Linked DNA regions of Mus musculus: all the other regions are linked to region 1. The links are chromatin contacts, called in public promoter capture Hi-C maps. All regions are on one chromosome and are shown on one strand. Each heading gives the region's core, a stretch centred on a gene start, on an enhancer-like site or on the middle of the called end of the contact. The rest is flanking DNA. Distances are from core to core; before and after follow the strand shown.

Region 1 (4,787 bases), core at 1,345-3,844:
CTCCTGACTCAGCACGGCATAAACTGGGCATGAGCTTGTCATCCTCAGAAAGTAGCAGAGGAGCAGGAGTCCAGAGCCATCCTCAACTGCAGAATGAGTTTGAGGCTAGCCTGTGCTACATGAGACTAAGTCTTTTTTTTTTTAAGATTTATTTATTTTTATTTATATACGTACACTGCAGCTGTCTTTAGGCACACCAGAAGAGGGCATCAGATCCCATTACAGATGGTTGTCAGCCACCATGTGGTTGCTGGGAATTGAACTCAGGACCTCTGGAAGAGCAGTCAGTGCTCTTAACCACGGAGCCATCTCTCTAGTCCAAGATCAAGCCTTAAAGAAACAAAAGGGTTTAGTCTAAGCTTTGGAAGCCCTGTAGAGAGTTACAGGGAGTACACTGAGGGGATTAGCTGCTCTTCTTCTGAGCCCCACTTACCTTCTCCCCTGTCTCCAGGTGGGCATGACAGCTCCAGGGACCCGGAGGCACATCTATGACACCAAGCTGGGCACCGACAAGTGCGACAACTCTTCCATGTCCCTGCAGATGGGCTACACGCAGGGCGCCAACCAGAGCGGTCAGGTCTTCGGACTGGGGCGGCAGATCTACGATCCCAAGTATTGCCCACAGGGCTCTGCAGCTGACGGGGCTCCTGCGGGTGACGGCCAAGGCGAGGCCCCAGAGTACCTGGCCTACTGCCAGGAGGAAGCTGGCTACTGAGCACCCAGCATGCCAGCTCCCCCACTGCATCAGCAGCCCTGTGTGGGCTTTGGGGTTTTCATTGTGTTTTGTGTTTGGAAACTGGTCATCTCTTTGTATCTCTCTCTGGCCTGGAACTCACTGCAATCCTCCTGCCTCAGCTTCCTAAGGGCTGGGATGACAGATCTGTGCTATCTATGCTCCTTCCTCACCCACCATGCCTCGCTTCCTTCCCAGGATTGACCCACCAGACAGGGGACATGGGTGTCCTTGGTGGGACAGTGAGGCTGTGCGTTTCCCAGTGGGCTGTGGGAGAGGCTGGCCCCAATGGGCTTCCTGTTTCTTCATCTCTTTCACATCAGTTTGTGGTTTGTGAACCCGGGGAAATTACAGGCAGTTTCAATGAAAGAAAACAAGGGGTTTTGTGGGGGTTTTGCCTCAAAAGTATTGGAGTACACTAGGCTTTAAAATACTGCAGGCATTCTGAGGGACTAAGTTTGCTTTCCCACGACTCTCAGACTTCACCCTCCTGTGCCCCGTGGGGAAACTGAGGCAAGCCAGATGTGACCCCAACGCCTGCAGCCCTCCCTCACTCCTCTGGTGTTTGAAGGCTTCCCTGCCCCTGTGCAGGCCCTGATTAGGTGTGCTAGAGTCTGGGCCTCGGAAGGGGCCACACATGACCCACACGGGCCCCTGCACTGCCAGAAAATGTGAAATTCCCTGTGTGGACCAAAAAAACAAAAAAAAAAACAAAAACAAAACAAAAACAAAAACAATAAAAACCTCTGTTTCTAAGAGTAAAGTACATTCCTGAGTTTGGCCGTGATGGAGGGGGCGCTGTCTAGAAGCAAGGTGCAAGCCCTGCACAAAAGTTAGGGAGAAGGCGAGAAACAGACACAGTTGAATGAATGATGTGAGATAGATCGGGGCTAGGGTGGAGAAAGAGGCTGAGTCTCCCTCACCAGCTTCCTTCGAACTCCTATGCATCTGCAAAACCCCAACTTCTAAGGCCCCCTAACTCACGCTTGCCAGGGTGATCTACACCCATCTCCCTCTATGCTTTGTGAAATAAACCAGTTTTTTTTTTCCAGAGTAGGAGACATCTGAGAATCTTGCCTACAATCCAGGCAACTATTGATTCTAATCTTAGGATATTGGGCTGCCACCTGATTCTGAAATTGTCTAGACCAGAGGATGTTGCTAAAATGAATGTGCAGGTCCTTGAAGCTCTACTTTGGAGATGAGCTCACAGAGGCTGTGGTACAATTCTGGCTGGTGGCAGGAGATGGCACAGGATACAAAGACCTTGTGCAAACCTTCCGACCTAAACTTGGTCTTTGCCTGAGGTCCCACATCATGGTAGGCAAGAATAGACTCCAGGAAATGGTCCTCTGACCTCCACAGATATGCCATGCATGCATGTGTCCTACCCTAATAAGCAAATTAATTAAATTTAAAAACAAAGGTTACTTGTGGTGGCACACGCCTTTAATCCCAGCACTCAGGAGGCAGAGGCAGGCGGATCTCTGTGAGACCAGCCTGGTCTAAGCAGTGATTTCCAGGCCTACCACAGCAGTGTGAGCCACTCTCAAAATTAAAAAGTATTTTTAAAAAGGAGTCCTTGGGGAGAGGAGACAGGAATGTCTTGCTGTGGGGAGCTGCCATTTCAAGATGTGAACTCACAGGTGACCCGTTGTCCCCCTCTTTGTCGTGTCCCAGTGAAGCCAAACTGATGCAGCAGGAATCCTGTTGTCCCTTTAAGAAACCCGGCTCGGAGAGGCGGGCTGTGGTCCCGCCTCCTCCAATGGCAAAGTCGCCTGAGTAGCAGGTGCAATATCCAATAGTAGCGTTAGGGGGCGGGGCTGGGTGCTCCTTAGGGCACCGGGTTGCGAAGGGCGTCGTCCGCAATTGAGCGGGGCTCCACTTAAAGGGGCCGCGCTCCCCCGCCGAGGCCGAGAGGAGCGAAAGTGGATGGAGTTTGGGGGCCTCAGAACGGTGAGAAAATCCCCGAGAGGGTGGAAGGTGGAGCCTGGAGATCTGGGGATGCTGTGGGGTGAGGGTGGGCTGAGCCACGTTCCCTGATAATTTGGGGTTCCAGGTGCCTACTCTCCCTTGCCCTTCCTTATCCTTCCGGGGAGTGTGGGAAAAATGGACCACCGATCCTCACAGCGGTCATCTGGTCACCTCGAGGGACCTCTGCCAACCTACACCTCCAGTGTCCCACTTTCCAAATGAGGCCTGTCACCCCCCACCCCCCAGATCTCAAATTTCACTTTATGAAAGAAAAAAGTCCCCGAGTGGAAGCCGCCAATTTCCATGTAGATGGTTAAACTTTGGCAATTTCCCTCTCTGTCAGCCTCAGTTTCCCTATCGGTATCATGAAGCAGGCCACAGGCATACAGTTCCGGGGGGAAATAAAATAACGAAATCAGGAATGGCGTGCTCAAGGAGCCTGTCCCTGACTCCTCCTAGCCGGCGGTCTTCTGTACCCTCCTTTTGACTCCGGAGGGCGGGCCCTCCTTCTTCTCTGGTTTCCTTGGGAGCGTGACTTTGCCCCTTTTTGAGCCTCAGTTCCCATCTCTTAAAAAATAGAAGGCCAGCTGCAAATGACACAGACTCCGGGTCTCACCGGGGGCCACCTGGGGCGAACGGAACCGAGACCCCGGTCTGGTATGAGGCTGACCGTGGAGCCCCGAGCCCCAAGCCCCAAGCTTTAAACCCAAGCTCCGCCCCCTAAGAATGCAAACAGGGTCTTCCAGACCCCAGCCTTCATCGATAGCCCTTCCAGCCAATCAGCTACGAGGACGGCTGCGCGCCGGGTTCCCATTGGTCACTTCCCTAGTGAATTTCTTTCTATGGTGCCTTGTTTGCCGGGCTCTTTGCGGGAGATTTATTGAGGCTCAGCCCGATGTTCGGAAGGATGAGGATCAGAGACCCGCAGACATTTGTCTGGAGCCACACAGCTCACTCTCAGCCTTTTCTTTGTCCTGTCCTCTCCGCTGTTTCCGGTCCAGAGTCATCATGGCCTTAGGCACACAGCTGATGCTTCTGCTGTGGAAAAATTACACCTATCGACGGAGACAACCGGTAACGCCCGGGGTTTGCAGGTCGGGGGGGGGGCGATGGCAGGTGTCCATCACGGCCCCCCAAAGTCTCCTACCCATTCTCTCCCCAGATCCAACTACTAGTGGAGTTGCTTTGGCCCCTCTTCCTCTTCTTCATCCTAGTGGCTGTCCGTCACTCCCACCCCCCTCTGGAGCATCACGAATGTGAGCCGCTGTGTGTGTGGTGGGACAGTGACAAGCCTCTCCCGCCCTGCTTGGCGCTGGGGTCTGAGCTGGGTGTGGCGGGTGGCCATATCATTTAATGAGCTGATAATAGAAGTGAGGGCGACTATGAGCAGATGTCTCCCCGCTCCAGGCCACTTTCCAAACAAGCCATTACCATCGGCGGGCACGGTGCCCTGGCTGCAGGGCCTTGTCTGCAACGTAAACAACTCCTGCTTCCAGCACCCAACGCCTGGCGAGAAGCCTGGGGTCCTGAGTAACTTTAAGGATTCCTTGTGAGTGAACTTGGCAGGTGGGGGCTGGCTGGTGAATGGGGTCCTGGACTCTTGAGGCCCCGCCTCCCACTCCCTCTCTGCTCCCCAGGATCTCGAGGCTCCTCGCTGATACCCGCACAGTGCTCGGGGGCCACAGCATCCAGGACATGCTGGATGCCCTGGGGAAACTGATCCCCGTGCTCAGGGCAGTTGGAGGTGGAGGTAGAGACCTGGGGCTGTAAATCGGGCAGGGGGTTGGGGAGGAGGCTGAGCTGCAGGCTGAGCTTGGCTGCCTGTTGGCATCCCCTCCCCTCAGCACGACCACAGGAGAGTGACCAGCCGACCAGTCAAGGGTCAGTGACTAAGCTTCTGGAGAAGATCCTGCAAAGGGTGAGGGGGGGCTGGCGCGAGGAACTCCCGTGGCCGCCTGGGATGAGCCCTTGCCCCTTTCAACTCCTCCATTCCTCATTTGTAAAGCGGGGTGATAGGAGCTCGGTGGGGATCAGTGGGGGGAGTGCTCACCTCCATTCTGGCTCTGTGGGAGGATCATGG
Region 2 (4,787 bases), core at 1,627-4,126, 1.2 Mb after region 1:
ATATTTCTACAGGAAACGAAAAGTTGTGGATACCATCAAAACTGATAACTGCTAGAACTGAGCTGGAGAAGTATCCTGAAAAGCTTGGCCACTGATCCAAAAGCACTTATTTCCTGAAAATGTCTCTGTTTATAATTTCCTTCTACACACAGCACAGTTAATGCCTTAAAAGAGAAGCGGGGATGTACTGAATGCTCTGGGATTTCAGTTCTTTGAGAAACAGAAATACTATAAGGATGTGGTTCCATTTTAATCCCAGGTGTGGGATGTGGGGCTGCTTTGGACTGTCCACAGCAGCTGACAATGATTTGCCTCCTGCTCTAGCAGAGGTGTGATTTTTGCCAGCTGCAGATAGTCTCTGAGACGGTGTGACATTTGGAATTCTGGGAACGTTTCAGAGGCTATATAATTGCTTGGAGATGGGGTGGGTGAGCTCTGGTTTGTTAGTAGCTGGGGTCAAGAAACAAAGGGAAAGAAATGAAATTCAAGGATTTCCCTAATTCCTCTCTCCTGTAACCTTGTTTCTCTTCTGTCTAGTGCTAGAGGGATAAGAGGTGGGGGAGAAGAACCCACAAAGAAGCAAAGACCAGCAACCAGGACATACATAGTGGAAGAGAGCACTAAGTGCCAGGTTAGGTCCTGACCTCCTCATTTCTTCTGTCAGTGCCTCAGTTTCTATCTGTTAGTAGGTTGAATACATCATGGCTTTTGGGGATGTCCCCTGAGCCTATCACCTCTCATTCCCATGCTCCAAAAAAGTCAATTGTTCGTGTGTATGCATAATGTGCACATTTAGATGGAGGTCACAGGTCAACACCAGTGTATTTGTCACTCTCTGCCATACATTTTTGAGGCAGAAGCTCTCTGCACCTGAGTCCTGGGACCCTCCAGTTTCTGCTTCCCTAGGGGTGGGATTCCTTTTTTTTTGTCTCAGACTTATGTTGCATGTATGTGTTTTGCCTGTACAGATGTCTGCACTCTGTGCATGCCTTGTACCCTTGGAGGACAAAAAAGAAAGGGTTGGATCTCCTGGACCTGGAGTTACAGGTGGTTATGAGCTGCTGTGTGGATGCTGGGAATTGAACCCAGGTCTTCTGCAAGAGCAGCCAGAGCTCTAACTACTGAGCCACCTCCCCTCCAGCCCCAGCTGTGATTATTTTTGTAGGTGTGTGTGTGTGTATAGCCCTAGTTTTCCTGAATCTCACTATGTGGTCCTACCTCAGCCCAAGTGCCAGGATTAAAGGTGTACACCACCATTGCCAGTTTGGTCACTTTTACAATTAGTTATCTATCTTGTCATTGTGTAGGGTGTTGGTACTTCTTTGGCTATTTCAGGGAGGTCAGAGGACAAAGTGGAGGTCCTGGGTCTCTCCTTCTACCATGTGGGTCCCAAGCAGCAAACTCAGGCCAACAGGTGTCTCTAGGCTTAGCTCTGTGCTCCCAGAAGCCACCAGAGTGCTGCCGACCAAGTCCTTTTGTGAGGTGAGCCCTTGCAGCTCTTTCTGGTTTGTGAACGGTAGTTACAACTGGGCTGGTTCTTCTTCCTCCCTCGCCGGCAAGGTATCGGGGCAGAGTGGTGCTCTGGTGCCATGGAGATCCCTCAGACTGTCAGATGGAAGCACTTCATGTTGGCAGCCAGTGTTGGGAGGGCAACCCCCCCCCACACACACAACTAGGGACGCCCCCAAACCAAACCCTGCCACCAACAGGGTCATGTCTGCTACATCATGTTTTTCTTCTTATTTCCATATTTACAACAGAATTCCAGGGTCCAGACCCGGGATGTTAGGGTTTACCACCATGTCACCCCTACTCAGCTCCCTGATCTGATGACAAGGGCCACTGCCCTGCCCAGCGATCAGTGTGGTATAGGGCTGGTGGCTGGGGTGTGTCTCCAGCAGCCAGTAGATGATGGCCATCAGCTGAGATGTGCCTGGGAGATTCGGAGCCCAGAGGAGGCGGGGCCCACTTGAATGTCATCACCCATTCATGAAGAAGACCGAGACACAGCAGAGGAGAAAAAAATCTGTCCCCCAGTGTGTCCCCAACATGGGGTGAGCAGCCAGCCTCCCCAAGCACTGAACCAAATCTATTGTGTCTGTGCAGGGAGGTGACACGGGTACCCCATGAGCACCGTGACCAGGAAAGGACCCCCTTATCTACATACTTCCAAGTCCTGGGTGTGGTGGGTGTCCATGAATGCCAAGTGACAGCGAGAGACCAGGAACCCCCCCAAATCCAGGATAAACAGTATAGGTCTATGCCGGTGGCCACGCTGCTAAAATACCCACCCTTTTTAATGTATATGCAATGCTGATTTCTCCGAGCCCGCAGTCAGGGTTATAAATAGAAAACACTCGACACCGGATGGGAGGTTTACCGCCCCCAGGATGCTCCACCGAGAACTGGGGCTCTAATCCTTGGGTTCTGCATTCCCCTCACCCCACCCCCGACCCTCCTGGCTGGCGCAGCATCCGCGCTGGGGTGCCGCCAGCATTTCCCCAATAAACCTTTCCATAGCTGGGCTAGAAGCAAGGGACAAATGACAATTTAAATTTCCAGTTTGCAAAAGGCCCACTCACCTCGGTAGCGGAAGCTGCCTCTGCGCTGTCACTTGGACACAAAGGCGGGCATTTCTCGATGGTACCCAGGCGAGGGGCCTGGTGGAAGGATGCTCAGGGCCAAGTCCACATCTGAGGAAGGTCACCCAGGGCGACGTGGCCACAGCACACCTGTCCGGCCCAACTGTAGAAGGCGGCGCCGTGGGTTAGTAGCAGCACCCCTGTCCCCCTTTAGTCACTGTTTCCCCTGCCATCGCAGCCCAGGCCTGCCGCGGCTCTGGCTTTTCCCTTTCTGATGGCTGAGGCTCTGTCTTTCCCTCAGATAGTGGAGGAAGCTGCTTTTGTGTGCAGGGGGCGGGCCCAGGCCTGATAGACAGTTCTAGCATCCCTGCCTGCATCCTCCTCTCCCCATTGGCTGAGGCGAAAGCATTTCTCCCAGCCATGCCCAGAGCAGGTGCAAAAAAAAAAAAAAAAAAAAAAAAAAAAGTCTCTGAGATGGTGCATCTTACTTATGCAAAACCATAAGAGAAAATAAATAAACGGACAAGCAGCCGTGGCCTAACTCTTACAGGATGGGGGCGGGGAGCCTGCAGGATTCTTTGGTACGGGGGAAGAGACGCCCTTGAAACCATCTTTGAGGGCAAAGAAATGGAGGCTTCCAGATCCCCCTTTCAGGGTGAGTCAAAGGGTCCCTCATTCACCCAGGACAAGGCAGAATGTTGGGATGCAGCGAACCTGGCTGATTGTTTTAGATGTATTGGGTCTGCGCTACCGTGGGAACAGCGCCCCTGCAGTTGCCCAGAGGAAATCTAGAAGCTGATGGAAAAATGGACAGCTCGCATGCAGCTCAGCATCTGCAGTTGGATGGGATGGAAAGACAGTTTGTATCCTGGTCTCAAGTACTGGAAGCGCTGAGACCGGGGGGTGGGGGGTGGGGAGGCGCGTTGCAAGTTCAAATCCAGGTTGGACTAAGGTCAGCCTGGACAACTTGGTGAGCCCCCATCTCAGAAGTGAGAAGAGGGGTCATGCTGGATGGTTCAGCAGGTGTGCGTGGAGCTGTCAGGGAGGAGGGGGGTAGGCAGAGAAGCTGGTGTGCACTGGCAGTTTCAGCCCGAAGCAAGCGCGGGAGGAGGCTGGGGCTAACTGAAAAGCAATCGGAGGGCCATTGATGTCAACGTCTGCCCTCTGCATGTGCACTGACACATGCACTGGCACATGCACACACACACACACACACACACACAAACATTTAAAGAGGGGTGGGGGCGTGGTCAGAGGTGATGTCCTATGTAGAATTCAGCCAGTGGTCAGGGGTAGAGCTCTGCCTAGTATGGCAAGCAAGGGTCCTGGGGAAAATGGAGACTAAGCTACAATTTGATTTAGCAGCTGAGAACTGCAGTTGATTTCCAGACGTTACCAGAAGTAAAAGAGAGCAGAGAAGGATGTCCCCAGTGTCCATAAAGAACTAATCGCCCAGACTTTGGTCCCTGAAAGTGTGAGAGAATAAATGTTTGGGGTTTAACCCCCCTCCATTCAGTTTCTTATCTTTCCTGGTAACTAATATAAGACCCCACATAGTAGTGGATCTCCAAGGTTCTTTCTGCACATCCTGTGAGCACATCAAGTTCCTTCCTGCCACAAGGCCTTTGCCTGTACTGTCAGTACTCTCGGATCTCCTACGTTCATACGAGTGTACATGTGAGTATAGGTCACATAGGCTCTCTCTTCCTGACAACAGGTTTGTTCTAGGCATTTCCCACCATGGAAATGCGTGCCTACTGTCTCACTGAGCACGAGGCTCATTCACCTGTCGGTGCGGCCATAACTCCCACCCACTTTCAGAACCTTCCATCTACCCACACTATGCCCATCACCTCCCTACTTCTTATATCTTACTTCCTGTGTCTGTCAGTCTGAGGACTCCAGGAACCTCCTGGAAGTGAGATCCTGGTCCGAGTGTCCTTTTGTGTCTGACTCATGCTGACATGCTGTCCTCAAGGGCCATCCATCCATGTTGGAATAGGTGTCTGGGTTTCCTTGCATTTTCTGGGCTATTACTCCATTTTGTGTGTTTCCTTTAGCACTGATAAATCAGTTTGCACCTTTCTAGAACACGTCAGAAGTTGGACTCTCAGAGGCAAAAGTCAAGGGCACAGGGCTTGCAATAAATAATAGGGGAAAAGATCACATGTAACTCAAGAGAAACTGCCACAGTCCCCCTGCCTT
Region 3 (4,787 bases), core at 1,088-3,587, 1.1 Mb after region 1:
GGTCATGTCCCCAGCCTCTCACTGGGGATCCTAGGAGGCCCTGTATACTTTTGGCTGCTGCTGTTTTGGTATAGGGTTTCAGTACACAGCCCCACCTGGCCGTAACTGGTTATGTAGACAAAGTTGGCTTTGAATTCCTAGAGATCTTTCAGCCTTTACCGCCTGATCTGGGTCCTAAAGGCATGGGCCACCACACCTGCTGACTTGGGCTGAGACAGGTCTTTCTTGACCAGTGCTGCCCTTGTCTGCTCTCATGAAGACATGGCCTTTGAGCCCATGAAGTTCTTGCTTCTATTCCTCAATTCTCTGGGATGTGAGGGTCCTTCCTAGTTACAAGCTCAGATAAACCGTGACCATTGCACCCTGCCCACTGTGGGCAGAAGTCAAATCCCGAAACACAGGACATGCCCAGCGCAGAGGGGAATAACTCCACAGGTGTGCACTGCTGTAAAAGTTCCTGCAGTTGCACCTCGCAGACAGTGCGTTTATTATGTCCCATTGCGGGTCAATAAAGATTACATGGAGCTGAAGTGGAATAAGGGCATGTTCCCGGGGACTGCTGGAAAACAAGGCAGAGCTCGAGACCCCAGACATATCTGAAGTGCAAGCATCCAGTGAGCAGGGCAGGATACTCCTGACAAATGAACGGACAACTGGGATCGGCAAGAGGGTCAGCGGGCAGAGGAGCTTGCACCCAAGCCTGAGGCCCTGAGTTCAATCCTTTCTACAGAGTAGAAAGAGAGGGAAGGCCCCTGCCTAGATCTGCTCCATGTGCAGCTGGTGGACAAGGATTTTCGATTGGGAAACCGCTGTGGTGACATTTATGGTGTTTTGAGGCCCGGACTTCTGTCTGCAATGATGCATGAAGGCAGATGTAAACCAGGTCTCTCCCCAGCTTCTCCTTAGCAGCTGGCCTGGGAACAATCCACAGACTTATAAAACAGTAACTGAGCGGGGCAGGCTCCACTGGGCAGAACACTCACCTGGGTTCCACTACCAGCCGCAGAAAGTGGTCCCTTGTTGGGCTACACCCCAGTCCTTGGTTGTTTTCTGAGACAGAAAATGAGACTCTTTTCTGTCTCAGAAAACAACCAAGGACTGCTCTTCCAGAGGTGTTGAGTTTAATTCCCAGCAACCACATGGTGGCTCGCAACCATCTGTAATGAGATCAGATGACCTCTTCTAGTGTGTGTTTGAAGACAGCTACAGTGTACTCATACATAAATAAGTAAATAAACCTTAAAAAAATAAAATGGTTTGTTCTCACAAAATTGTAACAAAAAAATACATTCTCAAAGTCATTGAACTGAATAAAGGCTGTAGCCAGGTGAAAGCCTGCTTGCCTCCCTGGTGGGTTTCATCTTTACCATCTGAGAGGTAAAAAAACGCGGAGAACTTCCTTGTGAGATGCTGTCACTCAGAACAAACTTCATGGCCACCGTGGGCTGCAGAGCAAGACCCTGCAAGTCTGATTTCCATGTGCCTGCTCAAGAGCCCAGAGCAGGGGTTTTACTATGTATCTGTACACTCTGAATTCCAAGAGTGTGACCCTGGACAAAGAACCAGCCCTGAGTGGTATGTCTACACAATGGAATGCTATTTGGCCAGGAAAAGGACGAGAGCCCTGCCATCCAAACCATTGTGGATGGACCTTGAGGGCAAAGGAAAAACAAGCCAGACATAAGTGACCCTAACCACAAGAAGTGTTCGGATTCACACACTGAAATGGTGACCGTCAGGGATGGGGACCAAGGGAATTTATGTATTACCCATACCCGAGCTTCAATGAAGGGCCGTGAGAAAGGTCTGTAGGGCTATGGGATTGTTGCAGAACAGTAAAACACTAGGGGTTGGGACTGGAGGATTGCAGGGAGTGGAGGTGAAGCCTGGACAACACAGTAACTTCGAGAACAGTGTGGGTGGGGTACTGAGGCTCTGTCTCAAAATAAAAACAAAAACAAACAAGCAACAAAACAAACAGCAGGAAGTAGGGCTCAGTGGGTAGCGCTCTCGCCTATAGGACACGGGGCCGCAGCAAAGCAGGAAGCAGGTAAGGTAGCTCAGGCCTACGGTCCCAGCGGCCAAATCTAGGAAAATATATGAAACTAAACAAGTCTGAGTCGACTGATGCTGGCAGGTCTGTCTCCTCGCGGTCCTGCCGTGTGTAACCCCACCCGCGTTTGAGACGCACACGCAGCCGACCCCGGGAAGCTGATCGTACAGACAGACGACTGCACCGCCGCAAACATTAAACACAGCGTCCGCCTCTGCCCTTCTACAGTAGGCCGGGGAGCCACCTCGCGCATGCGCCTCGGTTGAGGGCGGGACCTCGCAGAAAAAGATCTCGCGAGAGCTCGGCCTGCGAGCTTGTGGCCGCCCCCTGTTCCCCGACCTCCCGGCTGCGCTGCAGCGTCAGCTTCACTCGGCCTCGGCGTCGGTCTGCTCGCCCCGGCGCTCCGGGCTCGTCCGCCTTCCACCTTCTGCCCGGCCTAGGCCGCAGCCCCGGGCCCGCGTCGCGCCGCCCCCTATGGGCCCCGGCTGAGGCGTCGCCGCTGGCCGTGGAGCCCCGATGCTGGCCCGGAGGAAGCCGGTGTTACCGGCACTCACTATCAACCCTACCATCGCCGAGGGCCCGTCCCCCACCAGCGAGGGCGCCTCTGAGTGAGTAGGCGGGGCGTGTGAGGACAGGGGCGGGCCTCGGCGTGAAGGGGGCGTGACCACAAGTGGGGGTGTGGTCTGAAGGGATAGCAGCGCCCGGGAGGACAGGGGCTGGTCCTGAGAATGGTGTGGATGGAGGTGAGAGGGGCGTGGAGTTCGAGGGCTGGAACAAAGCCTGGTTGGGGGTCCGGGCATGGAGGGGGTTGTGGGGGGGGGGGTGGAGGCAGGGCCAGTTGGGTGAGTCACGTGGTGTGTCAGCTTGGCCCGGGGAAAGGGGCGTGGTCTAAGGTGAGTGGCCTGTGAGCTTAGAGGGCCGTGGCCTTTGAGGACTAGAACAAAAGCCTGGTTGGGGTCGGGGCCAGAGCAGTGAGGCTGGTGGTCTTATCAGGTTGGCCAGATGGGAGAGGGGCGTGGCCCAAGGGGAGAGCCCTGAGTCCTGTGAGCGTAGAGGGGCGGGGCCTCGGCCGGAACTTGGCTTTAGAAAAGTTGGTCTGGAGAGTAGCAGTGCCTGAGGCAGGGTAGGGATGGGGACAAGGTGCAGGGATCTGAGAGAATGGCTTTGGGAAAATCTCTGCTGTTGAAGGGGAAACAGGGGGCAAAGGGGGCGGCGTGGGTACAAGAGGGGGGCAGGTCCTGCAGGTGTTGGGACCAAGAAAGGGGAGCTAGAGAGAGGTATGACTTGGAGTAAGGAGAGGGGCCTGAAGAGAGGCAGGGCAATTGGAGACCCAAGAAAGAAGACGTCCTGAAGGTGGCCAGGAGAATCAGGGGAGCAGTGAGGCTTTCCGGGTGTGTGTGTGTGAGGTGTGGTATGGTTAGAGGAACAGAGGCCGTGCGGGGTAGCCTAGCCTAGCGCTTAAGACTGGGTACCAGGTGAGTGGAGCAGTTGAAGGCATGACTTGTCTGAGGAGGCAAGGCTGGCCTTGCAGGGGCAGAGGGAAGGAACCTGTTGGAAGAAGCAAGGGGAGGTGCAGGGGAGAGCCTGGCTTGGGGAGTACATGGTGACCTAGTGGAAAGTGGACAGTGCCCTTGGAGATGGGTGTGGGGGTAACAGACTCACTATGATGGGGTGGGATGAGCGATGCAGTTGGGTACAAAGCCTTCCTGAAAAAGGGTCAAGTAAGGACGATTGATCAAATAAGGTTAGGGATAAGGTTTTTTTGGGAGGAGAAGGGGAAGGCTGGTCTTCCTGAAGGGAAAAGAGGGGTGTCCCAGGTGAGGACAGCCTAAGAATCCTTGAGTGATACCAGACCAGGGAGGCCTCTGTCAGGAAAGACTCGGTGAGACACCCCTTTGTGGGCATATCAGCATGATGGAAGTGCCTCAGTCTGAAGGCAGCTGTTGAGGACCCCAGAGTGCATAAAGATGGCCTGGGGTGTGGTGTTCCAGGAAAGAATGGGGAGAAGGCTTTCCAGTGTGGAACTTATAGTAATGGCATGAGGGGGACCTGAGGCGTTGGGTGAAGTGCCTAAGAGACTGAAGCCCATGATGAAAAATGTCAGAGAAGGGGGTGCTAGGTCTTGGAGGTTGAATCCTGCTAGCCAAAGCTAATGGCTTAAAACACCCACTGGGAGACATGGGAGGGCTTAGGTGCTTCCCAGCAGCTAAGGACAAGATAAAGGGGCAGCCAGAAGGTGCTGAGTGCTTCAAGGGCTACATACAGTACAGCCTGGGGTCCTGTAAGGGCGACTGGTGCATTCTCATGCTAGCAGGCTCATGGGATGTGTGTGCAAGAACTGGGTGTGACAGATGGTCAGGTGGGTGGCTTTTCTGAGGGCCTCCCCTCCCCTTGGATGAAGATGGAGGTGGGAACAGGTTTGTTTGTTTGTTTGTTTGTTTCTGAGACAGGGTTTCTCTGTGTAGCCCTGGCTGTCCTGGAACTCACTCTTTAGACCAGGCTGGCCTCGAACTCAGAAATCTGCCTGCCTCTGCCTCCCAAGTGCTGGAATTACAGGTGTGCGCCACCACTGCCCGGCAGGTTTCTTAGTTATAAAAGCCAAGCCGGTGCTGCTGAGGAAGGATGATCAATTCAAGCCACACTAGGTCACAGTGTGCATTCAGGGGTGGTCTGGGTAGCTTTTAGACCCTGTCACAAAGGATAGACCCCTCTACCTAGAATCCACCAGTGAGGG
Region 4 (4,787 bases), core at 770-3,269, 1.1 Mb after region 1:
CCATACACATGTGGAAACTAAAGGTAGATCAAGAGTGAGTATACTCCCTCCAGGCAGCATGTCATGTTTTAGAGGCAGTGTCTGTCCCTGGGACACGGAGCTGATGTTGGGACTAGGCAGGCTATGCAGAGAGCCCGGTATCTGCCTATCTTGTGCTCCCCCACACACACACTGAAATTACAAGTGCCCCCAGCACTCTCACCCAGCTTTTTCCATGGGGAATCCACAGGGAATTGAACTCAGACCCTCATGCCAAGCATGTTGCTCACTGAGTTGTTTCCCCAACAGAAGCACTGTTCTGTGGGCAATGTTCCTGACCCCCACCCAGTGTCAGTGTCACATCAGAAGCCCCTTCAGTCACACCGATCACAAACATCCCCATACACTGTCCCTGTGGATGAGAATGACCAATAAAAGGAAAGACTGATCAAATAAATGACCACAGAGGGACAAAACAGGAAAGTCATCTCAATCAACTGGTGGGGAACGTGTGCCTTCACCAGCCACCACAGAGGCTAACAGACCTCTGCTAATGGACCTTAGGACAATTAATGTCCAGGTGACAGACACAGAGACATAACAATTTCAACTGACTTTCTTTGTTTTTGTTGTTGCTAACATTTCATTTTTGGTTTTGGTTTTTCAGGACAGGGTCTCACTCTGCAACCTGGCTGTCCTGGAACTCATTCTGTAGACCAGAGGCTGGCCTCGAACTCTGAGAGCTCCTCCTGCCTCTGCCTCCTGAGTGCTGGGATCAAAGTCGGACACCACTACAACCTGGCTTTTGAGACAAGAGGATTTCACCATGTAGCCCAACATAGCCTTGAACTTCACTTCCATCCTCCCGATTCAGCCTCCTACAAGCTGGGATGACAGCCAGCAAGCCCAGCTTACAACTAAACGGGCCCAGACTGACATCCTTTTTACGTTAATTATGATGCCAGATGAGGTGGTGGCACCTACAGTCCTGGCAGAGGTGGCGCTGAGGCCAGCCTGGCTCACATAGTGAGTTCCAGGACAGCCAGAGACAGATAAAGACTTTGTCTCAAAACAAACAAACTATTAATTATGTCGATTTCATTTTCAGACAGGGTCTCACGTTGTGGTCCAGCTACCTCCACCGTGTTAGGTATCCAAGGCTGGGCCTGAACTCACTCCCCGCGATCCAGCTGTCTCCCCCTCTCAATTGAAAGACTGGATTATAGGTTGTGGACCAAAGTTCTAGACTATTTGCTCGAGTCTTTGCTTTTGGTTGTTTCGTTTTCTGAGACAAAGTATGTAGTCCTTGCTAGCATGGAAGTCCCACGATACTCCTGCCTCTGCCCATGTGTCAGCACACCTGCCTTACCATTGTTTTAAGAAAACTCCTCCTCAGAGAGGTCAAGCTATTTGCCCTAGCATGCACAGCTGGCCCTCTGCCCTTCAAACCCACACACTACCTACCTTTGGCACCAAAATCAAACACACCCTCCCAATGGGAAGGAGCACCCACAACTGCTCAGACAATGGTGACAACGTCCATTGTACAGAAGAGGAAAACTGAGGCTGTGGGCAGGCAACAGGCTAAGCAAGGTCACCAGGGTGAGGAATGGCAATGTAAGAGGGTCTTAGACCTTAGGGGCCCCGAGAAAACTGAGATCCGCCCCACACACACCTAAACGCTGACCTTTTCGTGAGAAAAAGCGACGAGGGGTGGGGGTGGGTTGGGACGCTGTCTGCCTCAGTTTCCTCTCTGCGCCGCCCGCTCACGTGACCCCGAAGAGAGCAGAAGTCCGGATCACAAGCCACCTTTGTCCCAGGGGCTCCCGAGCACAGCGAAGCTAAACCCACAGACCCCCGACGCCCATACGGGGCACGGCGGAGCCCCCAGCCTCACCTCTCAGTCGACCGAAGACCCGACCCACCGACGGCTGCGCCTGCGCACCGCGGCGCAGCCAAGCTCCGCCCTCAGGACCAAGACGCCTGCGCAGAAAAAAACCATTTCCTGTGTAGGTTTCCTTTTGCGCATGCGCTCAAGTGCACCCTTCGCTCTAAAACAGAAGTGACGTCACGCGAAGAGGGGGGTCACAAGCTGGTTGTTATGGAAACTGCCCTCTGGAGGCATCAGGAAAACCGGAAGTTAGTCTGACAGTCACCAAGCGGGTCAGGCCTAAAGCACGGTGGGGCGGCGGCGGACCCCTGAGGCACCAAGGCAGACCACGTGGTATGGAGTCTGTCACGTGATCTAGCTGCTTTCAGCAAGACAAATCTGAATCAAAGCCACTAACTGATGCTATGAAGTTTTTGGTTCTGTTTTCGTAATTTTTTTTTTTAAAGATTTATTTATTTTTATATGTAGGTACACTGTAGCTGTCTTCAGACACACCAGAAGAGGGCATCGGATCTCATTGTGGATGGTTGTGAGCCACCATGTGGTTGCTGGGATTTGAACTCAGGACCTTTGGAAGAGCAGTCAGTGCTCTTACCTGCTGAGCCATCTCACCAGCCCCCTGTTTTCGTAATTTTTTTTTTCTTTTTCCTTTTTTTAAAATGACAATACTACGAGCCCAGCCTGGCCCGGAACTCTTCATCCACTTCGCCCATCTTGGAAACTGGCATATCCCACTTTCTGTGAAAGCAGTAAGTGTGATTAACCACTAAACAATCTACTTCACTTATTTTTATATTTAAAACCTATTTACAAACTTATCTTTTGCACACCCCAACTTCTTTCTGATGCCTAAAAGAAAAACAAAGATTAGCAGCCAGACAGTGGTGGTGCTCGCCTTTAATCTCAGCACTGGAGAGGCGGGGGAATCGCGGTGAGTTTGAGGCAAGCCTTGTCTACAAAGGATAGCCAAAGCTACACAGAAAAACCTGTCTCAAAAAATAAAAACAGGAGCCGGGCGTGGTGGCCCACGCCTTTAATCCCAGCACTCGGGATGAGTTCGAGGCCAGCCTGGTCTACAGAGCGAGTTCCAGGACAGCCAGGGCTACACAGAGAAACCCTGTCTCAAAAAACCAAAAATAAATAAAAAAATAAAAATAAAAATAAAAACAGGTCGGGCGTGGTAGCGCACGCCTTTAATCCCAGCACTCGGGAGCCAGAGGCAGGCAGATTTCTGAGTTCCAGGCCAGCCTGCTCTACAAAGTGAGTTCCAGGACAGCCAGGGCTATACAGAGAAACCCTGTCTCGAAAAACCAAAAAAAAAATTAATAAATAAAAATAAATAAAACCAACTTATCTTTACTTTTGAATTATGTGGATGTCTATGTGTGGGTGTCTGCATGGGAATACAGTGCCTATAAAAATCAGAAGAGGGCATGGAATCCCCAAGGCTAGAGTTGGGTGCAGTGCAATTCAGGCCCTCTGCAAAAGCTGTATGTACTCTACTTTTTTTATTTTCTTTGAGACAGGGTCTCATACCGTAGGCAAGGTTGGGCTAAAACTGCACTACCCAGTTTGCAATATGTACTCTTAACCATTGAACTATCTCTCCTATTTTCATTTTACCATGTCTTACTATGTAGCTCAGGTTGACCTTAAATTTATGGAATTCCAGGTGGGCCATGGTGGCACAGGCCTGTAATCCCAGCGCTCAGTAGGCAGAGGCAGGAGGATCTCTGTGAGTTCCAGGACAGCCAGGGCCACACAGAGAAACCCTGTCTTGGAAGCAGAAAAGAAAAGCAAGAACTCTGTCCATCCCCCTGCATCAGTGTCCAAGTGCTGATATGATATGCTGTGATCCTGCCAATCCTCTGCACACACCCCACCTTTGACATGGCGTAGTTATAATTACCAAACTTAGTGTCCTGGGTTGGTTAGGGATGTGAGGTGTGCAATAAGTCAGGATAGAAAAGCTGTGAGGGACGTGAGAGGAGAGAAGATGTTGCCACCTTCACAGGAACTGATGCCATTCTCTATCAGAGAATTCCAGGGCAATTACCAACTCTTTAAGACTTTTCTTCTTTCCAGGGTGAAAACATACTGTTTTCTAGAAATCTTGCCAAAAATTCCCTTTACAGGGAAAGGGTACTGACATAATGAAACCCTCTTACAACCTGTGATTTCTGATCTTTATCTCATCAGATTAGTTTTAACTATCGAATTGACACAACCGAGAATCGCTTAGCAAGAGTCTCCATGAAGTGCCTAGATGAAGTTGGTCTGCTTGTGGGGGTGACCTTGATTAAACATAAGTGACACCAGGCTTGGTGGCACACCTTTAATCCCAGCGTTTGGGAGGCAGAGGCACAAGGACTTCTGAGTTCAAGGCCAGCCTGGTCTACAAAGTGAGTTCCAGGACAGCCAGGGCTATACATCGAAACCCTGTCTCAGGGGAAAACAAAAAACAAAAAACAAAAAACCAAACATAAGTGACATGAGAAGGCCCCGCCCATTGTGGGTGGCACCATCCCCAGGAAAAGAGATGCTGAAGGAAAACAGGCTGGGAAAGACACTGCGTTTGTCTCTCTGCTTTTGACTGTGTATCCGTGTGGCCTGCTTCGGTTTTGACTCCCTCTCCCCCTTGCCCCATGATGGCCTATCTCAAATCACCTTGGCAAACTCTGCTTCAGGAACTGGCCACTAGTGTTCTTGTGCATTATATAAACTTTACTCTTGTGTTACTCAAATGCTGATCTCTGCTCTCTTATCTTGTTTCAATCTTGGGACAGGGCATTGTAATGCTTATACCAAGAATATCCTGTCTCAAGTTTGTGTAAACAGTTCTTCCCATCTATTCTCTGCCTTGTCAATAAATGCTGATCACCCAATGGCTGGGCAGAAGAGAAAATAGGGTGGGACA
Region 5 (4,787 bases), core at 1,315-3,814, 1.0 Mb after region 1:
GCCCCAGGGTTTTTACACAGACTACTTCGTCTGCCTGGAGCATCCCCGCCCTGCCCCACCCCACCCCACATCCCTGGATCCTCCACAGGTATCTTTATATTTTGTCCCTGGGAAGGCCTCCTGCAGACCACCTGACTCCTGCTCCCAGCTGCAGCCCTGGTACCCACCTTGAGGCTTGGTGCAGGGCAGGTGCAAGGTGGCAGCTGGCTCAGTGGATGTGGTGGCCAAAATGTAGGGTTGTTCTTACGTGTTCTCCTGCCTCACAAAGCATGGTTCATTAGGAGTGAAGCTGCTTCCCTCGTGCTGCTGAACACACCCCGGCTCACCCTCTGCAGTCAGCGGCATCCTGTCCCTGCCCTAGCCCTGTCCCTTCTACTGCACCAAAGGGACTGTATATATCTGGGTTGTCCTGGAACTTTGGAGGTGGAGAAAGGGGACCACAGGGACATGCTGTCCAGCCACTCTGGCCCAGTCAACAGCTCTAGGCTCTCAATGCTGAAAGTACTGGGTGCCTTTCCAGAGGACCTGGATTTGGTTCCCAGCACCCACATGGTGGACCACAACCCACCTGTAGATCCAGCTCCTGGGGACCCAATGCCCCTCCTGGTCTCTGCAGGCACCAGGCACATAAGGGGTACATGTGGGGAACTGAAGGCTGGTCTCCAGTCAAACTGAGGTCTGAACCCCGATGGTTATAATTCACCTAAATGACACGGTAGGTGTTCCCTCATGCTCCTGGAACTCCGGCCCCTGACTAAGGTACCACCTCCCACAGCCCCCTCAAGAGAAGCATGGTCAGTAGTCATGTAAGCAATGGCCCAAGCTTCTGACCTTCAGGCTAAACTCCTCCCCAGTTACCTAGCAACAGGGAAGACCATAAATCTCTCTCTCTCTCCCTCTCCCTCTCCCTTTCTCGCTCTCTCTCTCTCTCTCTCTCCCTCTCTCTCTCTCTCTCTCTCTCCCTTTCTCTCTCTCTCTCCCCTGCATTTCTATAATAAAGCTCTTAAATGAGTCAGGCATGCTCACCCTGGGCCCTGTGGAAAAGCGTCCGGCAGCTCTGCCTGCATCTGCCTGCCCAGAGCACAGGAACCCTAGCAGGACGTTAGACCCCTTTTCCTCCCCCACTTTTCCCCAGGGCCCCCAGGGTCCCCCTTTATTTTGTTCCCAACAGGTGCACAGCCATGAAAAGAAGCAAAACACACATATATGTAAAATGTTAAATTATGGGAGCGATCAAGGAAGACACTGATATGGAAGTTTAGGCTCCTCACGTGTGCACATACACGGTCTGAAGGGATGTGACTATCATCTTAGTACACAGGAGGGTGAGGCGGGACAACGGCTACACATTTGAGACCAGCCTGGACAGTGAGGAAGACCCTACTTCAGAATAAAGTAATACAACAAAATTTAAAAAGAAAATACAGCCGGGCAGTGGTGGCGCACGCCTTTAGTCCCAGCACTTGGGAGGCAGAGGCAGGCAGATTACTGAGTTCGAGGCCAGCCTGGTCTACAAAGTGAGTTCCAGGACAGCCAGGTTTACAAAGAGAAACCCTGACTTGGAAAGAAATATAAATAAAGAAATGAAATAATAAGATAAGATAGTAGCAGCAGAGACACTCTCAGCAGTTGAGAGCACTGGCTGTTTTTGCAGATGACCAAGGTTCCATTCTAGCCTAGAAAGATCTATCTATTCCCCTCTTCTGGCCGCTTTGGGCACTGCACACATGTGCATAAACACAGACACATAAAATAAATTTGAAAAGTAAATTTTGTCGAAAAAAAAAAGAAGGAAAGTAAATTTTAAAAATGAAAATAGGCCGGGCAGTGGTGGCGCACGCCTTTAATCCCAGCACTTGGGAGGCAGAGGCAGGCGGATTTCTGAGTTCGAGGCCAGCCTGGTCTACAAAGTGAGTTCCAGGACAGCCAGGGCTATACAGAGAAACCCTGTCTCAAAAAACAAAAAAAACAAAAACAAAAACAAAAACAAAAAAAAAAATGAAAATAAAATACGAAAGAAAATTAGGATGAAATAAATAAGGTTAAAATTAAGTTAAACTTTAAAATTAAAATATTCTAGAGGAATATTATAAAGGACATAATTACTATAATTTTTTAAAAAATTAACAACAAAAATAACTCCCTTAAAGTCCTTCCCTCCACTGCTGTGAACACAAGGCAAAGTGCATACAACAGGCGCCCAATTGATGCTAGAAGACAGGGTCAGGTAGGGATACCTCGGGTGCTCTCAAAATCGGGCCAGTCGGGGCAGGGCTGGCGGGCGACAAGCTCAGTCTTTCCTTAATCACTTATTGTGCGCCTACTGTGTGCTCCACTCAGCCTCACACTGAAGCAAAGACTCTGTGAACAGGCAGGCACGGTCGGCCAGGGCCCTCGGCTCCGCCCTGCCCCAAGCCCGCCACGCCCAGGCCACGCCCTGACCCCTCTTGTACCTCTGACAGCTCCTCAGGCCTCCAGCCAGTGCCACCTGCCGCCAACTGCCCCGCGGTCCGGACCCCGCCGCAGCGGACCAGCCGAGACCCCCGGGGCTGCGAGCTGCTACCTACGCCCCGCCCACATCAGCGTCTATTGGACACTGTCAGTGCCACTCGACAGAACTCATAGTCCATTGGTCGATGCTGCTGCCAATCCTTCTGCAACGCCTACTGGCTCCGGAAAGCAGTTTTCTCCTTTCTAAACATGAGTGCAGCTACCAAATGATTCCGATAGAAAACACTACTTGGCAACATAGTTCCGGAAGTAGGGCCTCCATCCCGGAGCTGTCCAGGGTCGCGTGGTACTGAATGAGTGTGGCTGGAGGCTTGGCAGGAAGCGATTTCCTACAGCGAATGGAACATTCTTGAAGTCTTTCCTCGCGGCTTAAGAAGATACAGGCGTCCACCAAATATCTATTGATAGCCAGAATAAATTCAAGCTCAAGAGGTCTACTGTGCCCCTCAATCACTACAGTTACTAACAATGTAATCATTCTACCCATACCTGCAGCCTAGGAAATGTCTCCTGAAGTGACATGGCACCTGAGTAGAGCCTACAGATACTACACAGTATGCCTTATTTTTACATTCATTTGTTTGAGCTACGGTCTTGCTGAGCAGCCCAGGCTGGGTGGCATGCAGAAAGCTCAGAATCCTCCTGCATCAGCTTCCCGAGCGCTTGGATTGTAGGTGTGAGTCACCATACCTGGCCTCCTGCTATATCTAGAGCACCTCACACAATATGTATGCTGTGTAAACCGTGCTTTTACTGTGCTAGACAACAAAGATGACAAAGACGCTTCATTCACTGCAGATCAAAGCTTTACAGAACACTATAGTTTTACACATGGTGATGTATGTCTGTCATCCCAGCACACTCTGGAGGCTGAGGCAGAAGATCCATGTACTCTGTCTTCCAAGACTGGCCTACAGAATGAGACACTGTATCAAAAGAGCCATGCACAGCACACTAACACATGAGCCTACCCTGATGTATGTGACATGAGCTTCTCGTATTTTCACTTATTTATTTGGTTTTTGAGACAGGGTTTCTGGCTGACCTAGAAGTCACTCTGTAGACCAGGCTAGCCTCAAACTCAGAGATATGCCTGCCTCTGCCTCCCAGAGTGCTCAGAATAAAAAATATGCGCCACCATTGTCCATCTAAATAAGTAAATAACTTATTTTTTTAAAGATTTATTTGGTTTGATTTTATGTGTATGAATGCTTTGCCTGCATGTCTAAGTGCCATGTGTGTCTCTGGTGCCCAAAGAGGTCAGAGGAAAGTGTTGCATGACCTTGGGTCAGAGTCACAGGTGGTCCTGAGCTACAATGTGTGAAACAAACCTGCATTCTCTGTGAGAGCAGCCAGTCAGTCTTCTTAACTGATGAGCTGTGTTCAGTCCTCCTTTCTAATTGTTAAATAGTATTCTATTGTTTGGATTAACTAACTATAGATCTGCTTGAATTTTGTTGGAGAGTTGGGGTGTTTCCAGATAAAAGTCATTTCTTTTGTTTTGTTTTGTTTTTCAAGACAGGGTTCTCAGGACAGCCTTGGCTGTCCTGGAACTCACTCTGGAGACCAGGCTGGCCTCCAACTCATTAATCCGCCTGCCTCTGCCTCCCAAGTGCTGGGATTAAAGATGTGCACCACCAAGCCCAGCAAAGGTCATTTCTAAACCAGCAGATTTGAAGCCATTGTGTGAAGAACAGTGACGCCTGGGGACTTTCTCCTTCCTGGCTAACAGACAGTACAGATGGGCGTCCAGTGTATACTCATCCTATGGCGCAGCCACAGCTCTGTGTATCTAGTCAATAGAAACTAATATATATTCACTCAAAGATTTGAAGCAAACATGGCTGACAGCATCATATGAATTATGGCTGAGTTCATCAAGTCACTATATCAAATATCCTAAACTAATTAAATTTTTTGTTTGTTCATTAGTTTTGTTTTATTCAGACAGGATTTATCTGTGTAGCCCTGGCTGTCATAGAACTTGCTTTATAGACCAGGCTGGCCTCAAATTCAGAGATCTGCCTGCTTCTGCCTCTCAAGTCCTGGGATAACACAACCAACTTATCTTTTTTAACAGGTCTAAAATAAACATATCCTAGCACTTGGAAAATTGAGGCAGGAAGATGAGGTCAGCTTCGGTTAATTCCTAAGGTCAAGGCCAGGCAAAACCACATGATGCCCTACAGGGAAGGGCTAGGGAGACATTGAGATGGGTCAGTGGATCAAAGGAACTTGGCTCACAAGATTGCAATGCCTGGGACCATGCAGGGTTG
Region 6 (4,787 bases), core at 1,336-3,835, 1.0 Mb after region 1:
GACAATCTTCCACGGAAGAAAGGCAAGTAAGCGGTGACCTACCAGGCCGCTGTCATATAGTCACACCAGCCAGAGAGGAAACAAAAGAGTCTGGACTTTCAGCCTGTGTCAACCACAGTGGCTGTGGTAGCTGTTCTTTCTAGAAAGTTCCAAGGTCTCCACCAATCCCCACAGTGACAGGGTCTCACTGTGCAGCCCAAGCTGGCCTCAAACTCACAGAGATCCACCTGCTCCTGAGATTATGATATATTCTTGAGGTCCTGGGGACAGCACCGGGGGCCTGGTGCATGCTGGGACAGGTCCCCAACCCAGTGAGCATCATTCCAGTCACTATTTCTAGACACAAATTAAAAACCTGCGACAACACCTTGGCGGGCGGGGGCAGTTTTCCTGTTACTACTTGGTGTGCCAGAGCAAAAAACAAGTCTGTGCTGTGGAGACAAAGATTAGCCGCCCCACTGAGTGTTCTTCGCCTGGGCACACTGGACTCACTAGGGGACCCCCAAGATCCTTCACGAAACAAACTGTGGGTGCGGGCGATGCAGGCTCAATCACTCACAATTTCAAAGTCACACAGAACTGAGTGTGAAAGTCACTCCATTAAGCTCACTCAGGAAGCAGAGGCAGGGGGAGTTCCAGGCCAGCCTAGGCTACACAATGAGACCCCGTCTTCAAAGGAGGAAGAAGAGAGGAGGAGGAATGAAGGAAAGGAAGAAAGAGAGAAAGGAAGGAAGGAAGGAAGGAAGGAAGGAAGGAAGGAAGAAAAGCAAAGCAATAGAAATCGGAGTATGAGCAACCTTCACAGGGCCAAGTGTGGTGACCCATACCTGTCCTGCCACTCAAGACAGAGACTGGAGGATCAGGAGAGAGTTGGAGGTAGCCTGGGCTACAGGAGACCTTGTCTTAAAAACAGAACAGAACGAGCCACCTGGAAGAACTAAGCATCCTAACAAATACCTTGTAATCCCAGCACTGTAGAGCCTGAGGCAGGAGGATGGACATGGCTTCCAACCCTAGTGCCTCACTGGGGGATTCTAGGCAGGTTCTCCACCCCGGGCTCTATCCCAGTCCACATCCTTCCAACCTGGCTGCATAGATCTCAGGCAGTTTTTCACACCTCTGGGCTGTGGACACTGGGCCTGTTCATTGTCTGTGGGACACTATGGGCCCTGCAAGGCACTGTGCAGTCTTAGGCTCCACACTGCATGCCAGGACCTCCTCCCTGATTTGAGAAAGTTACACATGTCCCTAGATGTTACCCAGTGTTCCCTGCACAGCAGAGTCACCCAAGTTCAGAGACAATCTTACACTAAACTGCAAGCTGACTGTGGTGTTTTTGAGACAGTGTCTCACTCTGCAGTCGTGGCTGTCCTGGAACTCACTATGTAGCCTAAGCTAGCCTCAAATTTTCCATTTTTCTGCCTCAGTTTCCTAAGGACTGGGAGAGCACGCCTGCCACCACCGGGGTAGAGATTCTCATTTGCACCCCAGGATGGTGGGAGTCAAGGGGGGTTCCTCATAGTCTTTCTGTGACAGCTTGCACCAGAATGGCCTTAACACATATCTTCCCTGGCAGATACTGCAGGGAGCCTACCCAGGGCTAGCTGCCCTGCCCTCATGAGGAGGTAGGGGGGACTGAGGACTGAGGGACAGCAGCTAACAGATCAAAGCAGAGTCCCAAAGCCACTGAGAGCACTAGACCTGTCTGCAGCTGCAAACCGGTGAACTTGGTGCCTGGTTCCCTGACACCTGGCAACAGTTTCAGTGCTATAACAAGAGGTCCCCCAGCCAGCCACCGTCACCCTCTCTCCCACCTCGCCCCTACCCCCACCCCATCCCACCCCCGCAGTGGAGAGCTGCCCACACACCTTAACACTATTGCCCCTAACACTCCCACAGGAAGTTTCTGAAACAGTCAGTCAACACTGGAGCCTTGTGCACCCCAAGATCTAAGCCTATGTACCCTGAGTCCCTGAGAGGGACACACAGGTACCTTCCCCCTGCTCTATGTCTTTGTCTCCAAGGTGTTGGTACTGTGTGCAACCAAACAGCAAACAGGTAGTGCCCCACTCCTCCTTGACTGCACCCCACTCCTCCCTGACTGCACCCCTCTTCTCCATGACTGAACTCCATTCTTCTCTGTCTGTATCCCACTGTTGTCTGACTTCACTTCACTCCTCCCTTATTGTACCCCACTTCTCCTGACTGTACGCCACTCCCCTGACTACACCACACTCCTGTCACCTTACCCAATACGTATCTGACTGCACCAAACTCAGTCTTGTATGACTGTACCCCACTCCTCCCTAATTGACTGCACCCCACTCCTCCATAACTGATTGCCACCCATTCCTCCCTGATTGCACCCCACTCCTCTTTGACTGCACCCCAACTCTCTCTGACTGCACCCCACTCTTGTCTGACTTCACCCCACTTCTCTGGGCTGCCCCCGTCCTCTCTGAGGCAGCCCACTCCTCCCCGATACACCCCGAGTCTCTTCAGCATGCGGAGCTCACCTGCCTCCAGCCAGTGTCTCAGCAGCCGCACAGCCGAACGCACCGCGGGGCCTAGAGAGGGCTCTTCCATGGGGCGGGGTCTCCCGCGATGAGGGCGGAGCCTCTGTAGCATTCGGACCAATCAGAAGCCAAGGTGGCGGAGGTTGGTCCAGAGGAGGAGCCTAGGGCCGACAGTCTGGTAGGCTTAGCCTTGGGGGCAGGGCGGGGCTTCGGGCTCGAGTGGGCGGGCCAAACCCAGGAATGGCGTCTCCACGGGCCATTCACTAGCTGGAGGGCGGGGTTATGCGTCTAAAGATTGGCAATCAATGGTGCAATCAAAGGGGCCTCTCTGAGGAGAAGCTGCTTAACGTTAGGCATGTACTAAGTCAGGCTTTGTTTTGTTTGGATTTTCGAGTTTATTTTATTGGTGTGTATTTATTGTATGGTATAATGAGTTTCATTATGACGTTTGCATACATTTGTATCCCATATTGTGATAATATTCATCTTCCGCTGAGCATCATTTTAGCAGTAAGAAAACACCGATCAAACTCCCCATCTCAGCCCAGATCTAACAGAACAGCAAGGTCCAGTCAAAAAACCCCATGGGAGCCAGGGACAGGAAGCTCCCTTGTGGTTTTCAAGGAACGAGTTTGAATCCCGAGCAGAGACCCAGGATAGTGAGGAAATACTGATTTTTTATTTGCTTGTTTATCATTTCTGTATTCTGATGTTCATCTCCGGTTTTTTCTATTCTCTCTGTTACTTGGGTTTTTTTTTGGCTTTTGCAGTACTTGGCTTGGGTTATAACTTCAGCCATATATATATATTTTAAGACAGGGTCACAGTAAACCGCCCAGGCTGGCCTTGAACTCACCATGCAGGAGAGGATGACTTTGACTCTCCAGTGGGGGCAGTGGCACCAGGGACTCATGCTGGAAGCCCCAGCCCATGGGTCTGCATTCTCTACAAGTTTTCTTGGTGACCTCAGAGACATCTGGAACATCCCTGCAGGTAACAGCCATCCCAGGGAAAGACCAGTGCAGCCCCTGGGTGGGTGACCTCAGGATTCTGGTGTGGACTGACATTCTGTGACAGACAATCTACTGGCTCGGCTCCCTGGACTCTTGTCATTCCTGAAGGAACCTGGCTATCATCCACACACACATCCACACACATACATGCACACACATATGAATGCCCCCACCACAGACATGCACAGACAGGCACACACATGCACGTGTGCTCACACACACAAACACACACAAACACTGCACTTTATATTCAGAGAAAGCCCAGAACCTTTCTTCAGTGTTCTTCCCTGGCACATCCCATCCAGGCTGTCCCCAGACCCTACTACTGTTTGTGGTTCACCTGGTAGATGCAGAGTTGGGCTATCTTCCAGCACTTGAGAAGATGAGGCAGGAGGACTGCCCCAAGTTTGAGTTCAGTTTGGGCTACATGGGTGAGTTTGAAGCCATTGTAGGCAACATGAGACCCTGTTTCAAAAACTAACTAATGCTGGAGAGTCGGCTCAGTGGTTAAGAGCACTAGCTGTTCTTCCAGAGGACCTGGGTTCAATTCCTAGCACTCACATGGCAGCTCACAACTGTCTCCAGTTTCAGGGGATCTGACACCTTCACACAGACATGCACACAGGCAAAACACCCGTGCACATAAAATTTAAATAAATAAATAAATAAATGAATAAATAAATAAATGAATAAATAAATAAATACAAACACTAAGAGGTTTGTAGCTCAACAGGAAAAGTATCTGCCTCCAAGCCTGAGAGCCTGAGAGAATCTAATCTCCAGTAAGGCTAGACCATTGTGTCCTCTGACTACCACACACATACTGGAGCGTGTGTACATGCACACGTGCACACACACACACACAAATTTCCCAAATGTAATTCAAAACAAGATCCACAAAAATTACCCTTTTGTGGCATGCAATTGAGTCTAAGTAGATTCAGGAGACCGCACTGAGCCCAGAGGCCACCAGGGGGAGCGCTGGAGCTGCCCGCCCTGGGCACATCCCCTTCCCCTAGGTCCAGACCTTGTCACCCTGACCTACCTAGACTCTTTCATTTCCATGATTTACATTGTTTTGTTTTATTTTTTTCCAAAACTGTTCGTATTTATTTTGTGTGTAAAGATGTTGTGCATGCATGTGTCTGTGTGCTCACCGTGTGTGTGTGTGTGTGTGTGTGTGTGTGTGTGTATGCAAGTGGTCTGCAGAGTCCAGAAGAGGGTATTGGATCCCTTGGGACTGGGTGCTGGAAATGAA

The links. Promoter capture Hi-C pulls out the DNA fragments that hold promoters and counts their contacts.
Region 2: a contact with region 1 is called in a promoter capture Hi-C map of liver, with 7 times the contacts expected there. The contact joins the promoter of Atcay here to the promoter of Abca7 in region 1. A contact is called at or near these places in 2 of 39 promoter capture datasets (embryonic stem cells and liver).
Region 3: a promoter capture Hi-C map of liver shows a contact between it and region 1, with 4 times the contacts expected there. The contact joins the promoter of Map2k2 here to the promoter of Abca7 in region 1. A contact is called at or near these places in 1 of 39 promoter capture datasets (liver), 1 of 115 datasets of contacts at active chromatin or transcription factors (embryonic forebrain) and 1 of 9 other capture datasets (liver).
Region 4: a contact with region 1 is called in a promoter capture Hi-C map of liver, with 4 times the contacts expected there. The contact joins the promoter of Sgta here to the promoter of Abca7 in region 1. A contact is called at or near these places in 4 of 39 promoter capture datasets (hematopoietic stem and progenitor cells, hippocampal neurons, liver and 1 more) and 1 of 484 Hi-C or Micro-C datasets (B cells).
Region 5: a contact with region 1 is called in a promoter capture Hi-C map of liver, with 4 times the contacts expected there. The contact joins the promoter of Slc39a3 here to the promoter of Abca7 in region 1. A contact is called at or near these places in 4 of 39 promoter capture datasets (cranial neural crest, hippocampal neurons, liver and 1 more).
Region 6: a contact with region 1 is called in a promoter capture Hi-C map of pre-B cells, with 4 times the contacts expected there. The contact joins the promoter of Gng7 here to the promoter of Abca7 in region 1. A contact is called at or near these places in 4 of 39 promoter capture datasets (hippocampal neurons, liver and pre-B cells).

Annotation. Positions count from the first base shown.
Region 1 is chr10:79,993,900-79,998,686 of GRCm38.p6, forward strand. It overlaps Abca7 (ATP-binding cassette, sub-family A (ABC1), member 7), which reads left to right and starts at 2,595. Exons shown (of 47, transcript NM_001347081.2): 1 at 2,595-2,689; 2 at 3,709-3,781; 3 at 3,870-3,963; 4 at 4,115-4,256; 5 at 4,345-4,457; 6 at 4,552-4,625. The coding sequence starts at 3,716. Cnn2 (calponin 2) reads left to right here. Exons shown (of 7, transcript NM_007725.2): 7 at 452-1,501. The coding sequence ends at 715.
Region 2 is chr10:81,227,910-81,232,696 of GRCm38.p6, forward strand. Atcay (ataxia, cerebellar, Cayman type) reads right to left here and starts at 2,877. Exons shown (of 13, transcript NM_178662.4): 1 at 2,583-2,877.
Region 3 is chr10:81,103,578-81,108,364 of GRCm38.p6, forward strand. Map2k2 (mitogen-activated protein kinase kinase 2) reads left to right here and starts at 2,338. Exons shown (of 11, transcript NM_001347144.1): 1 at 2,338-2,661. The coding sequence starts at 2,570. Mir5615-1 (microRNA 5615-1) reads right to left here and starts at 1,096; the gene lies at 1,037-1,096. It overlaps Mir5615-2 (microRNA 5615-2), which reads left to right and starts at 1,039; the gene lies at 1,039-1,098.
Region 4 is chr10:81,058,252-81,063,038 of GRCm38.p6, forward strand. Sgta (small glutamine-rich tetratricopeptide repeat (TPR)-containing, alpha) reads right to left here and starts at 2,020. Exons shown (of 12, transcript NM_001358550.1): 1 at 1,877-2,020.
Region 5 is chr10:81,034,751-81,039,537 of GRCm38.p6, forward strand. It overlaps Slc39a3 (solute carrier family 39 (zinc transporter), member 3), which reads right to left and starts at 2,565. Exons shown (of 4, transcript NM_001358898.2): 1 at 2,454-2,565; 2 at 168-255.
Region 6 is chr10:81,012,340-81,017,126 of GRCm38.p6, forward strand. It overlaps Gng7 (guanine nucleotide binding protein (G protein), gamma 7), which reads right to left and starts at 2,586. Exons shown (of 4, transcript NM_010319.3): 1 at 2,517-2,586.